Linked DNA regions of Triticum aestivum: region 1 is linked to region 2. A link is a contact called in public Hi-C data. All regions are on one chromosome and are shown on one strand. Each heading gives the region's core, a stretch centred on a gene start, on an enhancer-like site or on the middle of the called end of the contact. The rest is flanking DNA. Distances are from core to core; before and after follow the strand shown. Region 1 holds the start of LOC123128566 (prolyl-tRNA synthetase associated domain-containing protein 1). Region 2 holds the start of LOC123128563 (transcription factor TFIIIB component B'' homolog).

The links. Hi-C and Micro-C count contacts between places; a contact is called where the count stands out from the background.
Region 1: a Hi-C map of leaf shows a contact between it and region 2, with 3 times the contacts expected there. The contact joins the promoter of LOC123128566 here to the promoter of LOC123128563 in region 2. A contact is called at or near these places in 4 of 5 Hi-C or Micro-C datasets (leaf and an unstated tissue) and 1 of 1 datasets of contacts at active chromatin or transcription factors (leaf).

The regions. Positions count from the first base shown.
Region 1 is chr6A:565,922,275-565,925,231 of IWGSC CS RefSeq v2.1, forward strand. LOC123128566 (prolyl-tRNA synthetase associated domain-containing protein 1) reads left to right here and starts at 1,300. Exons shown (of 12, transcript XM_044548602.1): 1 at 1,300-1,467; 2 at 1,865-1,924; 3 at 2,017-2,070; 4 at 2,159-2,219; 5 at 2,304-2,380; 6 at 2,912-2,957. The coding sequence starts at 1,429.
Region 2 is chr6A:565,735,698-565,738,687 of IWGSC CS RefSeq v2.1, forward strand. It overlaps LOC123128563 (transcription factor TFIIIB component B'' homolog), which reads left to right and starts at 1,408. Exons shown (of 11, transcript XM_044548599.1): 1 at 1,408-2,620; 2 at 2,716-2,822; 3 at 2,910-2,950. The coding sequence starts at 2,353. It overlaps LOC123129706, which reads right to left and starts at 1,300. Exons shown (of 4, transcript XM_044549764.1): 1 at 1,267-1,300; 2 at 601-1,184; 3 at 422-511. The coding sequence starts at 1,300.

The sequences.
Region 1 (2,957 bases), core at 50-2,549, 190 kb after region 2:
AAAAGCTTCAGTCGACGATGAAAAAAGTTTCAACCGGTATACGACGAAAGCAATGGACGACCACGAAATGTTGCAACCGGTGACAAAAAAAAGCTTCATCTGACGAGCAAAAAAGCTTCGTTCGTCGATGGAAAAAGTTTCAACCGTAGACGACGAAAGTCATGGATGTCAACAAAAAGCTTCAAACAACGGTTACAAAAAGCTACAACCGGCAGTGAAAAAAGCTTCAAACTTCATGTCTTACCTGTGACCCCTGCGACGGCGATGACGATGCAGCTCCGCCGTAGCCGCTCGTCGTAGCTCGCCGTTGAAGCTTTTTGCAAGGCCGGTTTAAGCATTCTACATCGCCGGGGTTGCAGCTTTTAACTCTGCAGTTGTAGCAAAAAAATGGAGAGACGTCATAGCCATCGTCGAGGAAGATTTCTCAATCTCTGGTTGAAGCTTTTTCATCTACAGGTTGAAGCTTTTTTGCAAAACGGTTGTAACTTTTCCTATATTCCGTTGTCTGGTTGAAGCTTTTTTATCTACTGGACGTAGCTTTTTGTGTCCATGGTTGTAGCACAGGAAAACGCCGTTTGCAACTTTTTCCAGTGCCGCGGTTGCAGCTCCTCTGGGTCGCCATGGTTGTAGCACAGGCACCTCGGTCCTCCTGTCGTTTGGCCTGTCGCCGGTTGCATCAAAAAAGGGAGAGAGGAGGCGGAGGAGAAGGAAGAGAGGGAGAAGGAAGAAAAAGGAGGTGCGAAGACGAGCGGGGCCGCAACCTACATCCATGGGCGACGGCGAGCTGCTCCACGCGCTGCAATGGAGGAGATCCGCGTTGAAGGAGGAGACGGGTAGAGATGCGGCGTCATGGGGGCGAGATCCGCACAAGGTTGAAGGCTGCGAGAGTGGCCCCGTTTCATACGTGTCGTTTGGTGTATTACTGAGGCGAAGCGTGCGTGGATGCGTCCGACCCAATGTTCGGCCGGTGCACCGTCCCCAAACAGTTTCCTTTCTTAAATGCCATGAAAACCTAATCTACGGGGTAATTCCCCTGATTCCCGCGAGAGTTGAACTGTTAACTGAATCCATGTGAGCTGAGATCGATGCTGCGGTCACCATCGAGTAGGGTTCCCAGTCAAAAGCAACAGAACGGAGCTCCCTCGCTGTCATGTAAAACAGCTGGTTATCACACGAGATTAATTATTAATTGGAGCATCCGTCGGACACACGATGTGGAGAGCAAGGTAGTACAGTAAAAAAAGAAAGAGACGATAAATTTTCCAAAAAAGTGTATGGATTGCGGTTCGGGTCCCGACCGTATGCGCTGCCCGCACCCGACCCGCGTCGCCCATAGCATCCGCGCATCCGCATGCGCATCCGACACGCTCCCAGCTCTAGCAGTCCCGGCTTTCCCTGCTCGCCTCGCAGCCGCCGCCGCCGCCAGCCATGGGTCGCACCAAGGACGAGCTCCTCGCGCGCCTCGAGGTCCGTGCTCTCTCGCTCCCTTCCTTCTCCGGTTGCCCCTCCCCTGCGTAGCCACCTCCCGGTCGCGGAGATCGGCTGGACTGGGCCTCGTTCCCCCTGCCTGCCGCCCCTGGCTGTAGCGCCGACGAGGTGCTGCAGTCGATACAGATTTAGTGCGGAAGCTAGCTGGGTTAGAAATCCTGGCGCGAGAAGGCGTCGTTGGTTGCTGAAATTTAGTTTTGCGGTGTCAGCGAAGGGGTTAGGGTTTTAAATCCACCACTAGCTATATCGCGTGACCACGACGATATGCTGCGTCCCCCGGTGACTTCCAACATACAATGCTTGGTTTCTAGCAGTGTACAAAACTTACAACGAAGCTAGGGCCTACGGCTAAGCTTGCTGTCTTGTTTTTCTGCAGGAGCTTAAGATCGATTTCAAGCGCTACGACCACCCGGTTGTGCTGACGGTCGAGGAGCAGGTTTGTGAACCACCGAGTCCGTATTTGGTTCTGCGATGGCTTCCGTTCGATATGATGTAATGTGATTGCTAACTGAACTTCTGTTATGACAGGCCAAACATGTGGGAAATTTCGGAGGCGCGTTGACTAAGAATCTACTTCTGAAGGTATGCTTGTTGGCAACTAATGAACGGTTAATTCTAGGAAGCCTGATAGACTGAGTATTTATGTATTGATATGAGTTGTGGGTTTCAGGACAAGAAGCACCGGTTGTATATCGTTTCTGCACTTGCTGACACCAAAGTTGACATGAAAAGTAGGTGAATCTACTGATGATTGCAGTTTTTTCTAGCTTATTTGGGCATCAGGACAATTAATCTCTTTTCTCTAAAATGAGCAGTTCTGTCCCAGCGTCTTGGTTTGGGAAAAGGTGGCGTGCGGATGGCTCCTGAGGAGAATTTGTGTCAAGTGCTTCAGGTCTGCCTGCTTATGATGCTGTTTTAGGCACCACTGTTCTTCTTGGTTCCATAATTTTGGATCTTATGTGGCATAAGTACTTCCCTGGTAGTTTGTGAGGTTCACTGAAAAACCTGTCAAGAAGGGATGATACAATATTTTGCTTAATTTAGAAGATCTTTTCATTGTTTAAATTGCCATCGTTACAACATGTGTGTGCCGTAATGTTGTTTACCATTGGAGGTTTACTTTCTTCAAGTATGAGAATTTGAAAAAAAAAACTTTACTTCTATAGTTAATAGCGTTGAGCTCAGAAAGCAAGATGTCTCGAAATCACATCATTTGTTAGTCAGTACTCCCTCCGTAAACTAATATAAGAGCGTTTAGAATACTAAAGTAGTGATCTAAACGCTCTTATATTAGTTTACAGAGGGAGTACTAAATTGACTTAATGCATAATTGCACCCTACTTGTTGGTTAGCTCACTTGTTCTACTTTAAAAATCTATGTTTTTTTATGTTAATGTGGTCTTTGCTCCTTGATTATGCCCAGGTACCGTTAGGATGTGTTACTCCGTTTGCGCTATTCAATGAGTCCG
Region 2 (2,990 bases), core at 158-2,657:
GATACCAATAAGGAATGGTCTTTAGGCGAGCTGGAAAGTAGGAGAGAATTCCTTGTCTTCACCATCGGATTATCTTTAAAAAAAATTGCTGATTTGTCTGGAGTGATCTTATTATAAGCGCGTGCACGTCGAGGCACAAATGCGTGGTAAGCCTCTATCAAGTTTGTGCTGGCCAAACATATCCTGATATGATTAATAGTTCTTCATCGAACAACGAAGCTATGATTTTATTATTTGTGGCGATTATACCAACTACAGTGAACCAGCGAAGCATAACCTCTGTCTGCTTTCGTTCATCGAATTGAGACATTGATATAGCCACATGTTGGATACTGGTATCATAATTTGGCTCTGTGCAAGCTTGCATTGCGTAGCTGAAAACATGGCAGAAAGGGTAAGTCGCGAGCGGATCAATGGGTACCTCGGTGCCGTCGGGGAGCACCTTGGCCAGCACCGGGATCTCGTACTGGTACAGCCGCTCCCACTCCGGGTTCGTCGTGATGTCCCTCTCCTGATCGAATCAGTCCAGCATCCCCAAAGTAAGCATCCATCCATCTCCGCACGAGAAAGAGATTACGAAGTGGTTCTGGCTTTGCTTGCCTGGAGCTCGAGGGAGGCGAGGGAGTAGGGGGTGCCGGCGAGCAGGACGGCGGCGTGGAGCTTCTCCTTGAGGCCGTCGCAGAGGCAGCACCCGGGCTTGGTGTAGAGCACCAGCCTCCGCGGCGCTGCGGGCGAGCTCGACGCCTCCCCCGCCGCCGCGGCGCAGAGGAGGCGGGACGCGGCGGCGGCGGCAGGGCGGGCGCGCGGCGCCACCATGCGGACCGCCGCGGCGCGCGGGAGCAGCGCGGATAGCGCCGCCGCCATGCCGGTTATCGTTCGGGTGGGCAGGCTCGCTGGGGTGGGTGCTCGGCGGCTCGGTCCGTCGCTGACTGACGACGACGAGGAGGAGGGGGCGCGGATGAGGCGCACGGCGGCACGGGCCGCGGCCGCAAGTGACCGGTTAATGGCCCACTGCAGATGACCATGATGATGGGCCAGAGGCCTTATGGAGCTACTTTTTGCGACGGGCCAGAAGCGTCGCTGCTCCAGACGACGCCGTAGCCACCACTTTCTCTTCCGCTCGCCGCCGCGGCTCCCCCTCCGCGCGCCGCCGGTACGACCGCCCCTGCGGCGCCCCACCTCCCCTCCCGCGTCGCGTTCATCTCTCCTCACCCGCCTAGGTTACTCCTCGGTCGAGCGGCCCCGCCCCCACGTCGCTCCCTCAACTGCTTCCCTCTCCCATCTGCTGGTTTCCCGGCATGCTTTAGCGCCACTCACTGGCCGCCGCCGTCCTTGCGTCACGGGTGCAGATTTGGTTGCAATCTACTTATGTTTCCTGATATTCGATCTGGTAAGTTTCTGCTCGCGTTTTCCTGACTCGTATACACATGGATGAAATGGAACTAGGAATAGTGTGGAAGTGGCTCCGATGCTGGGCTTCGGCAGCATGCTAATTTAGTCGATGTGGTGGATGGATTATGTTCCCTGGTTAGATTTACTTTCTCTCTGTATGCACGCAAATTTAGGTTCATAATAGGATGGCGTGAAGATAGGTGCAGTGAAGAGCACGCTGTCTGCATTTCTAATTTTGGGTGCCACATGTTCTTCTTTTGGATGGGTTAATAATCAGAATTTCCATCCTTTTCTTTTATAGTAGAACCCGAGAACTATCGAATGATTTGGTTGTTCTATACTAGATTTCAAATAGTATCTGAGGACTTGGAAGGATGGATCACTTGGTTTGTTTTTCTTTGAGGGGGCAGGCAGTTGTACTGCCAATGCATTTCAGAGGAGAAGTAAATAATGTTTAGTTACATAGAAAGGGATTAGAGCACCCATGAGCCACAAATAAATGGAAAAGAAAGCGGCTAGTCGGAACCGGCTGGTGGTGCTATTGATGCAAGGATAGTACTTTGATGTTATTTCCACACGGTAGCTGGAGTAGCAGTGAGGAGGAGCATGGGCTGCTCTCTCATGGAGGCTCTCATAGAAGATAGTATTGACCTTTTGTGTTAGTAAGTAGTTTGTGACAAATATATATCTGGAATTTGACCTCAATATAACTAGAATTGGCCCCACACATTGTTGTGCTAAATCTATGGTTGGTTTTTAATTTACGAAGGCCAAATATTGAAGGGAAAATATTGTTTCTGAAGATACTTTTCTTAATATTGAAGGGCATAGTGGTGTATTGTTCAGCTCAAATATTAAGTAGGGCACTGTCCTCAATTGCCAGATACGAATAGTTAGAAAACTAATTGTGTCTAAAGTAGATAGCTCAATATTTGCCCCAGTGAAAAACCAGGAGCTTGCATGTGGTGCCCCACGAGCAGCCACCACTACATTATTGCTTGCTTCTCCTCCAGCATGGCCTTTTTGGTATGGGTTAGTTTGGCAAATTTCTCTAATCACTCTCGCATGTTTCGAAGGATTTCCAACAGATCAGAACTGCCTGAGAAGAAGCAGCAGAAAAATAAAAGTGAAGTATCATCACCTGGTCGTAAGAGAGCCATGAAAGATAAATTGACAGAACGGACTGACAAGAAGCTTACTCACAGAATTCGTCAAAAAAGAACAAAAGGTATCTGGCTAAAATAACAACGGCGCCCAGATATCCAAGCATCGATTGTACATGATATGAGCTCTTATTATCTTTTGTATTTTTGGCCTTTGTAGTTTCAGAAGTCAAAACTTTACTGGAAAAACCTGATCATGAGATAGCACACATGAAGCTAAGTGTGATGCATCTCAGATTGTTACAAGAGGCCAGAGAGCGTATTAAGGTGAGCTGGGTTGAGACGCAGCTGGTGGTTCTGTTTTTGAAACATTATTGTGCTACTGTTTCATGATTTTGTTTTGACTTTTCCTAGAGTAAAACAATTCTGTCAGGACCATCATCCTCTAATCAAAGGTGTGCTCTCTTTTTTCACTTCAAATATTCATGCATGGAT